Linked DNA regions of Ovis aries: all the other regions are linked to region 2. A link is a contact called in public Hi-C data. All regions are on one chromosome and are shown on one strand. Each heading gives the region's core, a stretch centred on a gene start, on an enhancer-like site or on the middle of the called end of the contact. The rest is flanking DNA. Distances are from core to core; before and after follow the strand shown.

Evidence for each region. A called contact is a pair of places that touch in the nucleus more often than the background predicts.
Region 1: a Hi-C map of muscle shows a contact between it and region 2, with 3 times the contacts expected there. The contact joins the promoter of TMEM200B here to the promoter of EPB41 in region 2. A contact is called at or near these places in 7 of 16 Hi-C or Micro-C datasets (blood, hypothalamus, liver and 2 more).
Region 3: a Hi-C map of liver shows a contact between it and region 2, with 4 times the contacts expected there. The contact joins the promoter of SRSF4 here to the promoter of EPB41 in region 2. A contact is called at or near these places in 12 of 16 Hi-C or Micro-C datasets (blood, hypothalamus, liver and 5 more).

Annotation. Positions count from the first base shown.
Region 1 is chr2:238,166,623-238,170,041 of ARS-UI_Ramb_v3.0, reverse strand. TMEM200B (transmembrane protein 200B) reads right to left here and starts at 1,926. Exons shown (of 2, transcript XM_015092855.4): 1 at 1,846-1,926.
Region 2 is chr2:238,354,924-238,358,512 of ARS-UI_Ramb_v3.0, reverse strand. EPB41 (erythrocyte membrane protein band 4.1) reads left to right here and starts at 1,862. Exons shown (of 20, transcript XM_060411413.1): 1 at 1,862-1,984.
Region 3 is chr2:238,113,320-238,116,815 of ARS-UI_Ramb_v3.0, reverse strand. SRSF4 (serine and arginine rich splicing factor 4) reads right to left here and starts at 1,726. Exons shown (of 7, transcript XM_042244449.2): 1 at 1,484-1,726. The coding sequence starts at 1,590. It overlaps MECR (mitochondrial trans-2-enoyl-CoA reductase), which reads right to left. Exons shown (of 11, transcript XM_027965394.2): 11 at 2,503-3,496.

The sequences.
Region 1 (3,419 bases), core at 677-3,176, 190 kb after region 2:
GAGGCGGGGAGCCGCCCCCGCTCGGGTTTTCCGCAGCGGAGCTCCGAGCCAGGGACGCGCGGCAGAAGCCGGAGTTGGCCGGGCCCGCGGGCGGAGACGAGGGAGGGGGGCGCGGGCAGCTCCTTGACGCATCCTCGGCTGCGGGGCTCCGGCCGCCGGCGCCCTCTTGGCCAGCTTGAGGGTCCCGGGCTCGGGGAGGCGTGGGGACCCCGGCAGCGGCGTCTGCAGGGTAAGTCCCGCCCGCGATCGAGCTCACCCCCGCACGTGGCTGCACCATATAGTAAAGGAGGGAGGGGGCACTTGGCCGCCCGGGTCCGCCGGGGTCGCTGGCGGATCCCCTTCCCCCTACTGCGCTACACGTACCGCAGCGGAGGAAGGGGGGGGGGGGGGTTGTCACGGACTCCAGCCTCTTCCTGCCCGCCCCCTCTTCCAGACCTCCTCAGTCAGCACTGAAGCTGCAGCAAGACAGACTTGAGCTAGACTCCGAGAAGACCGCTCAGACCAAAACCAGCGGCAGACTTTGCACAGGATTTTTTGAAACTCCGCGAAGAGCCCCCTTCCCCTCCTCCAGCCGCCCATCCACGGTCCGGGCAGGAGGCAGGGGGCCGTGGGTGCCAGGCTCCGGGCCTTGCCGGTGAGCTCCTCTCCTGGCTCTCCTGTAGGCCCAGGCAACACTGTTCCCCAGGCTGCAGCGTTTCCAATTCGGGCTCCTCCGGATGAATCATCCCCCTTTCCCGCCGCCTGGCCTCCTTTCCGGCCTCCTCAGCCCGAGGCCTTAGTGGCCGCGTCCCGGCCAGAGCAGCACCGCCCTTGCACCCCAGGGTCTGGGCCGCCCGGTGTAAGCCCTTCCCAGCTGCTGGTGCGGCCCGGCCTGCGGCCTGAGGGACTGAATCCGGGCCAGGCGGGAGTAGCCGGGATACGTGTGATGTAGCCCCCACGAAAGGCTGGGTGTGGGAGGAAACGGTGCCCCGGCCCAGGCGCTCCGGGTCCCGCAGGAGAGGAGGGTTAGGACCTTGCTGTCCAGTGGTGCGTCCTGACTGCCCCAGTCTGGTTTCCCAACAGCTGCATCTCTGGAACCCGTAGCCGAGGCGCCAGGAAGGAGGGCTTGTTACCCTTCTCTCTCCCCATCCGCACCCCAAAGCTCAACGCAGGACATCCCATCCCTGCCTCCGACAGGAGCGCTGAAGGCCCAGGCCCTAGCATGGAGCCCGGCGTCTTCCGCGTCCAAGGCCTGGGGTTCACAGAGGGAAACTACGGCCCGGAGAGGTGGCTGGGTCTGCTGGGGTCACGCAGCGCACGCCACGCAGGACGCGGGGTCCACACAAGACCTAACCCCGGGCACTTCTCGGCACAGCCCTGGGAGCGTCCTGGGAGGAGGGGAGGCCCGTTCCCTGCCTGGTCTCTGAGTATGGAGCTCTTTCCCCAGCCCCAAACTGGAGAAATGACCACCCCCGCCCCAGCCCAGAGCTGGCGCCCCCGTCCCAACTCTCGAGCCACCCGCGGGTCCTGGCGGGTAGGGAAGGAAACGGAGGCCTGCCGAGAGAGGGATGGGGACAAGCTCAGACACTGAGATTTTGGAGGGTGTGAGTCGACGCTGGGGACCCCGGGAGAGGCAGCAACTTGGAGCCACAGTCCGAGGATCCCTGGTCGCAGGAAGTTGCTGGGGGCCGGATTCCTAACACTCCGGGGTCCCGCCTCTGCGCGCGTCCACACTCCTGCCGCGGGAAAAAAGGGAACCCCGCTCCGGCTCCTCCCCATCCCCAGGGCCTTTCTGGAGGGAGCGACCAAACAAAAAGTTGGGGAAAGTGGAGAGGTGAACACCACCAGGCCCCTAGTTTCGCTCACCTGGCGCTCAGCGCCGGAGTGGGTCCGGGTCCGAGTCCGCACGCCTGGGCTGCAGCCCTGCCGCGGTCTCCGTGGACTCTTGGCGCCCGGTCCCGCCCCCTGGCCCGGTCCCGCCCCGGTCCGGCCCCGCCCCCGCCCCGCCCACCGGGAGCCCCCGGGCCAGTTCGGCCGGTGTCCAGCCAGTGTCCGGCCCGGCCCCAAGGCTGGAAGGAGGCAGCGAGTCTCAAGGCTGAGGCTCGAAGGTAAGAGCTGTGTGCGCGCTCGGTGACTCGGAGGATCCGAGGGCCCCAAGTCCCCGGCTGACGTCTTTCAGAAGGCCTGGGAGGGTGCCCTCCCCACGTGGGAAGACTGAAACCCCTGCCTCGCTCCGCAGCCGGAGCGAGCAGACCCAGGATTGAAGCCGCACGCCCTCCCCCGCCTCGCACAATCCGTCCCTTCCAGGCGCCCCGGAGAGGACCCTCGGGCAACTGAGAGCCCACAGGTGCCAAGCGCCGTTCGAGGCGCTTCCCGAGGAGGCGGCCAGAGTTCCCGCTCCGCCCGACCGTACTATCTGAACCTTTCTGCATCTGAACCTCACAGTCTTCACCTGTAAAATGGGTGTGATGGTCTCTGCTTCACAAGATGCCGAGGGGCGAAAATCCGGCGTCAAGGGCGGGGCACACTAGAGGGGCACAGCCCGGGGTACGCCTCCGAGCGCTCGGAAGAGGAATCACTTTGCCGTTTAGTTGCTAAGTCGTGTCTGACTCTTTGGGACCCCCATGGACTCTAGCCCGCCAGGCTTCTCTATCCTTGAGATTCTCCAGGCAGGATACTGGAGTCGGTGGCCATGCCCTGCTCCAATCACGTTGGCGGGGAGGGTAAATAGAGAAGAACCGGATTCTCAGAGCCGAGGGAATCGGATGCAGCGTCGCCGGCCTCCCTAGCCTTCCCGAAGATGCTGCCTAGCGGGAGTGGGGAGACGGTGCTCGTCTCAAATCAGGAGGCGGGTTCGGAAATCCGCGGCGCCCCGCGCGGACCGGCCCACAGGGGGCTGCCCGGCCTTCGTGTCCCGCCCGCCCCCAGAGGCAAGAATGTGGCGCGGAGCCAGGGGGTCGGCGGGCGGCCCAGTTTCCATGATGCGGGGGGCGGAGGAGGAGGGGGCGGGGAGGTACGGGCAAATTGCCAGCCTCCGCCCCGGCCGCCCCCCAACCCCACTCCCGCAGCCCAGCTAGGGCCCCTCGGGAGGAATTTCCGGCCTGGGATTGATTATAACCCGCCCCTCCCCCGGTCGCCGAGACCCCCCGGCCCGCGGGGCGCTCGTGAAGGGGGATGGGCAGTAATGAGACCCGGCTGTGCGCCGGGGGGCCAGGCGGGGGAACTCGGGGCCCCCAAGCCCGCTGACGGGTCCCGGAGCCACACTGCACAACTGGGCCTCGAACCCAGGCTCCCGTCCTCTAGCTCGGCCGAGGAGACCAGGGGTGGCGTAGGCGCCCCGGAAGCCGCCTCGCCCCGCCACCGGCGACCGAGCATCCTCGGGAGAGTCCGAGGCCACTGCCGGGGGCGGGGCCTCCCCCGGTGGGCCGAGGCCTGGGTCC
Region 2 (3,589 bases), core at 613-3,112:
GGCTAAATCAAGGCATTCACAGCCTGCTCTCTCCAGGGTGCGCGAATACACGTGGGAGCAATTAAAAAAATAACACTGGAACCATTACCGGGTATTTACATATGTATTTTCACATGCTCATTTAATTTTCCCAACAGCTCTATGTGAATTTGGGGCTAATATTAATCCAGAGGGAAAGGGATTTACCCAGAGGTACGGAGCGGCTAAGTGGAAGAGCCTAGACTCCATCATCTGCAGATTCCCAACTCTTAACCACTGTGCTGAGCCATACCACCTGGTGGGCAGGTGAGAATGTGGACAAGTGAAAGGTGTGTCAGTAGGCTTGGGAACCTGGATGCGTGTCAGCTTTCCCTATGGGGTCCACTGTGGGAGGGACTGAAAGGGTCTCAAGGGTCCAGATTTCTGGTTAAAGAAACTATAGCTCCTGTGGTGCATTGGAGACTGTGCACCTTTATCAGAAGATGTAGAAGCTCAGACCTTCCTCTGCTAGACTGTGAGCTTCTTGAAGGCAGGGACCTGGGCCCTGAAAACTAAAGACTAAGACTTGACCCAAAGGGGGCTTCGGTGAATTTGGAGGGCAAAACATGAATTTCTATAATAAAGGCTGGCACTTCTGGAATGCTTACCCTGAGACTGGCACTGTTCTTATTAGTACTTTACATGGGTTATTTCACTTAACGGTCCGCAGCTTGTAAGTAGTAGCAGGTTCTGACTCTCGACAATCTGATTCCTGAGTCCATCTAATAGAAAGACCATTGAAGTCACAGGAAGTCACTTGCCAGTGAGCTTCTGTATGTCCGATTTGCCCCCAAAAGGGATTCATGGGTCTCCAACATGAAGTAGCGTATGATTTTGTGATTCTGCCATTCCTCAGCTCGGAAGAGGGATTAGGTTTGTTCTTTGTGGGCAGGACTCCTAAAGGGCAGAGTTGGCCTTAATAGGCAGAGCTTTTGAAGTCTCTGGACGGGTTTAAAGTGAAGGAGGCCTGACTGGGAAGTGATGAGCTTCCCATCACTGAAAGTGTGTGCGTATGGACTGTACTCCACCAGGCTCCTCTGTCCATGGGATTTCCCAGTAAGAATACTGGAGTGGGTTGCTATTTCCTTCTCCCAGGGTATCTTCCCGTCCCAGGGATTGAACCCGTATCTCCTGCATTGGCAAGCGGATGCTTTTACCACTGAACCACCTGGAAGTCTGTGAGCACAGCTCTGAAATGCGGTACAGAGGGGAGGGGATTTGGACCAGTGACTATGTAAGCCCCTTCCAGCGCTGATAGGACAGACAATAAGGAAGGGAAAGTCTCTTAGTGGGAAGATGCGAATAAAGGGGACCAGAGTCCACACTTACTGAAGACCACCCAACCGTGCGCCAGCCCGGAGCTTGGTACTTAACATATATTGCTAATTCTCAGGAAAATATTCTTCAAGATTTATAGTTGAGGAAACTCAGCTTCAGAGTAGTGACTCTGACACAGACGGCACAGGGCATCCAGGGGTCCTCTTCAGGGTTACTTCCCTAGTCCCCTGTGACCAAGTCCGTGTCTCCCTTCCAGACTTAGGGGGTAGCACCACGTGGCAAATTGCATCATACTTTTGCCATACGACGTTAGACACCGCACCAGCCAATTCAGGCGCTCCCAGTTCGAACCTCCGCAGACCCAGCGGGTCAGCAACCCTACCGGCCAGCGCGGGGCGTCGCGTCAGGCCGCACCTGCAGCCCTTGCCCCTTCCCGGTTGCGACGCTCTCTCTGCCCCGCCCAGTTCCTCCCCCCTCCTCCCCGCCGCTCTGCTGACTGGCAGTTGCCTGCACCAATCCTAAGGCACCCCGGGTCGGGGGCGGGGCCTCACGCCAGAGTTGCCCTGTCAGTGCAGGTGGAGGCCCCCGAAGGGGCAAAGTGGCAGGAACCTCTTAAAGGGCGAGAGCGGCGGAGGGCGAGAACGCGGCCCGGCCCGGCCCGGCCAGGTCCCCGCCCTGTCCAGCCCAGGTGAGCCTGGACCTCCTGAGGGACGAGCCCGGGTCCCGGGAGGGACGCGGTGAGAGACAGACGGACGCACTCCCCAAGGGCCGGGGCGTCCCGCGGGGAGCGGGGAAAGGTCTGGTTCTCAGGGTCGGGGGCGCTATAGAGGTCCCGGGTCCCCAGTTTCGAACTGGGGGTCCAGTGGGGGGGGTCTGGGATTCCCGAAGTTCAGGGTGCGGGGAGGGGCAGGGGAGGCAGGAAAGGGGTCCGAGAGCTCGCGTCCGGAGCTGGGCGCTGGGCGCGCGGTCCCAGCCGGTTCCGGGCCTGTCTGGGGCGGGGGTCCGGGGTGAGGCGCGGGCGGGCGGGTCTCTGCGGAGGGCTGCAGCCCAGGCTTCCCCCACTACCACCCCCTGAACCCCGCCCTGTGGGCCCTGCGTGCTCCTGCCGGGCGGGCTGCAGCGCGGCTGGAGCGGGTGGGAGGGCGGCGCGCGCCGGGAGCGGGCAGCCCGGTCCCGGCCCCCGCGCCCCGCTCCGGCCCTTACGTAACTGACTTTGAGTTTCCGGACTGAGGGGCCCGCGAGCTGGGGCGCCGGCTCTGCCGGCCAGGGTGGCTCTGCTGCCGCCGCCCCGGCCGCACACGCTCCCTTTCCAGGCTGGGTTTAGGGGACTTCTCTCTGCCTCCGGTCGGCCGGGTCTCCCAGTCGTGCTCTGATTCCGGCTAGATCTCATCTCCCGGTTCCCTGTGTCTCTCGTCTCCTCTGTGTGTGGCCCGGCCTCTCCCTGTCCTGCCCTCATCTACACTTTCTAGCAGACCCCACCTCTGTGGGTTGGGATAGGACTTCTTCCTTCCAGCAAATTGGAGGCCAGGACGTGTCCAGACCAACCTCAGCCCAAGTTTGCCCCAGAAGGAGGGCGGGGAGGACTACCTGGTAGGATTAGGGGAGGTTACTCCGGAGGCCCACAGATTCTTCTGGGAGAGGAGTGACTGAATGGGACCCCTTAAATTCCCAGATTAGGACTGAAGGCAGCTCCCCACCCCCCCTTTGCTTCTGAGCCCTTTCTCCAGGAGGATGTTTGGGGAGAGCCTGACCTGGGTTGGGGCTTCGGGCAGCTGGAAGTCCCTGGAAGAACTGCTCAGCTACTGAAGGATGAGGGTGGGGCCCCGGGGCACCCAGAGCACTGGCAGCAGAGCCCCAGAGGCTACTTACTGCATGCTCCCACCTTCACCCCAGTTACAAGCTGGGGACTGGCCTTGGCAGAAGGCTGGGGGTGGGGAGGGGATCAACAGGAGGCCACCAGAAGACTTTTCATGGAGGGGGCGTGAGGGAGGGTGGAGGTATAAGTGACAGACTCTCAGGTCTAAGGGGGCACTCAGTGGGGTCACTCTCTGCCTTCAGGGTCCTTCTGAGTGTCAGAGAAACAGACACCTCAGAAATAACTCCTGCACCGCAGCTGTCCAGTGTATGTAAACAAGGTGTTAAGAGCACCGGTGAGGTGGGAGTTGTTCATTCTGACCAGGGGTGGGGAGGAGAAACTTGGCAGAGGAGGTGGGAGTTAGGGGAAGAAGGGCATTCCGAAGCTGTAGGGAGCGCGGAGAGGAGGGACAGAAGGGGACTTCGGGGATCCTATAGG
Region 3 (3,496 bases), core at 477-2,976, 240 kb after region 2:
GCCTGTCTGCTTTCAAAACCCATGCTTTCCCCAAAATTTAATTATTCTGTCAACTTGGTTGGGCTCCGAAGAAAACCGGGAGTTTGAACTTAATCATTCAGACACATATTTATCACAGTAACAACCCCCTGCCCAATTTAAGAGCTGAAAGCTCTAATGTACAAAATGAAGAATGTCCTAAGCCTTCTACTTTGAATGAAATTACCATTCATAATGAACACCTGATGGAGAACATTTCCCTTAATAAGAAGGTGATTCTTCCTAACAATCAATTTGAAATGACTTTTTAAACCCAGCCAACAGTTTGAGTACATTCTAGCTTCCGATTTTCTCCAATGTTCAATTATAACTTCATAAACCTCTCAAGTGTTAGCTGCTGGTATTACTTTGGGGAATAAACTCTAGTCATGTCAGACCTGTTGCAGAGCAGATCTTAAAAAGGGGGGAGGCAGCCAAGAATTCTTCTAACATCCAAGGTTTAGTACCCTAAAATATTTCCCCTACTCCTCTTTTTAATATCCGTGTCTTTTAAGTCCTACCTAACATTTCCTGGTTCTCAGTTTTCCCTGTTGAATATCTTCTCCAGTTCTGACTCATCTGTTATCCCTGAAACTTGTAGCTCCTGTGGGCCCTGCTCTACCAAGATAGATCAGAATACAAGTAACAGACCATAGCCGTATAGGAAGTCAGCAATTTTCTAACTGTAGGTCTCCGTCTACATCAACGAGTTGACAACACAAGGTGGCCACTATTCTCCAACAAATTCGACAACCTCAGAGCAATTTCCTGGCAAGCTGAGGAACGGAAACCCCAGCATGGAAACTGTACGCAGTCTTAAAAGATAGCTGGCTAAGACTTTTAATTTACCCTTGTAGAGGGAACGGTGAAGGCTTTCAGAACCGCAAGTCGATACTTTTGAAACCATCCCTAGACTATTCAAACCAGTCTCCCGCCCAAAAAAAGAATAGCACATGGCAAAGCTAAAAAAAAGAAGGCGGGGGGGCGGTCCCTTCAGAGCTCCCGTCCCTGGGAGAGATGCGCTGTGACCACCTGATCCAGTAAACTGGGTAAGAGGTGAAAAGGAAGCACGAAATTTGTTTCCAGCAGCCCTCAGAGCGGGAAAGGTTGGTCTCTGCTGGAGACGAACCAGGCCCCGGTCCCGGGCCCGAGAAGGAAAAACCCAGGCCGCCCTGGAGCTGTGTGCCCTCCCGCCCGCAGCCCCAATCCCACTCGGGTTTTCCTCCCCCGCGTCCCACTCAGCGGCTCACCATCGCTCCTATTATCCCTCCGCCACCCCCACCCGCGCAGGCGCAGTGGGAACTGGGGCCTACCCGCGCCCCCGAGGCGCCGCTACTATGGCGGAGCCGGAGATGGCCGGTAGCAGCTCCTAGTGGGGCAGGCGTCCCTCTCCCGTCCCCATGGCCTCCCGCCACCGCCGGGGGCCCCGTTCCCACATGGCAGGCCCCTCTTCAGTCCTCCTCACCCGTTCTTCAGATCCACCTCCAGGATCTTCCCATAGCCCTTAAAGAAGCGCTCAACATCGCGCTCCCGGGCCTGGTAGCTCAGGCGGCCGATGTACACCCGTGGCATCCCGGCAACGGCGGCGGCTACTTGGCCCGGCCCCAGCCCCCCTTAGGCGGCGGCCGGCGAAGCGAGAGCGCGGCGACGGCGGCGGCGGCGGCGGCGGCAACGGGCGGGCGGCGGGACGGACGTAGCCGAACCCGGTGACGTACGCGAGCACGCAGCTCGCGAGCACGCGCCTCCCGCCTCCCCGCAGGCGGAGGGTAACGGGAGGGAGAGAGCACGTTCGCTTCCCGCCCGGCCAGGGACGGGGGCGGGGCCTGCCCGGGGGCGCGCCGGCGTGGGGCGGGGCCAGGTGATCGACAGGCGGTGCGGGCGGGTGCTGGGCCTTCAATCCCCTCGGCACGTTCTCTCGCGAGCTTGGCGCGCAGCGTAGCCCGCTGGCTTCGCCGCTTCCCCCGGAAGCGTTCATGCCTCCCTCCACAATCCTGCCAGTGTTTCTGCTTTTGTCCTTTGCACCGGGAGTGGCTTCGACTTTTCGAGCAGGAGATTTGGAATTAAACCTGGCTTCTAATCATCTAAATATCTGTGACCTTGGGCTCGTTACGCCCTGCTCGTTGAGTCCCGTTTGTTTTCTCTATAAAAGGGGAGAGTAACTGCAACATAGGACATCCCAGCGTATCTTAAGTGCCCAATAAAGTAATACCAGTATTATTTTAAAAATAGGACTTGTTTTAATGAAAGCAACGTGGAAAGTGAAGAAGGCTGGAACTATGGAGCTGGATTAGGCTTGATACTGGCTACATCACTGGACCATTTTCTAAGTTGTAAAATTAGAATAATTTATCCCATCTCAGTGGACTACCAGGGTAACGAAAAGTGGATGTGAAAGAGCTTGGGACAGTATCTGGAACGTGGTAGAAGCTCGATAAATATTGGGTCTCTTTTCACTAATCCAATTTACCTAGAACCACAAAGAAGTTTTGTTTCTTTACTGTTTTTATTTTAAAAATCATATGTTGAACGGATAATTCATTAACTGGTTCAAATGGTATACAGTGAAAAACCTTTACCAGCTCTGACCTCTGGTGGCCTAGAGGCAATGTAATCCGTTTGTAAATGACCTTTTAGAGGTATTTTACACATACAAAGTAAATGGTGATGTACTACATACAATTCTGCACTTAATAGACTGATAATTTGAAAATCATTGCATTAGAGTAGAAAAGGAGCTTTCTCCATTTCCTCATCAACACGTTATCAAACTTTATGATCTTTGTCAGTCTGTTAGCTGAGAAATGGTTATCTCTGGATAGTTTAATTTGCAGTTAAGTGCGGTGAGCCTCATATATTTAAGAGATATATTTTCTCTTTCTGCTGTGTCTGTGTCTGCTTATATTTCTGCCCATTTTTCTTACAGGTTTATAGTTCACTAGCTCTTTGTCAAATGAGTTGCAAATATTTTTTCCCGGTTTGTTGACTTTTGACTTTGCCTAGAGTGCTTTTTTGCCATGCAAAAACAACAGATGTTCATGGGATCGAATTTATCCTTTTACTTTGATTCTGGATTTTGTGTTGTAGTTTGAAAGGCCTTCCTCACTCTGAGCTTAGAAAAATTTTTTAAAAGTACTTCCCATGATTTATTCTTAAAAAAAAAAAAAAAAAAAAAATTTCCCCCCATGCCACAGGGCATTTTGAGATCTTAGTTCCCTGACCAGGGATCCAACCAACCTTGCCCCCTGCATTGGAAGCCTGGAGTCTTAACTATTGGACCCCTAAGGAGGTCCCTATCCTGTTACTTTTAGAACTGATTTTTATGTTGTAATCTTGATCCATTTGATATTTAGGAAAGTGTGAGGATCATAATATTCTGAAGTGCTAACCTTGGTTGGTTATATTATCTGCTCAACCTATCGTACAGATGGGAAGAGCGCCCCCTAGAGGCGAAAGGCCTGTCGCTAAAACCCTCAAGTTC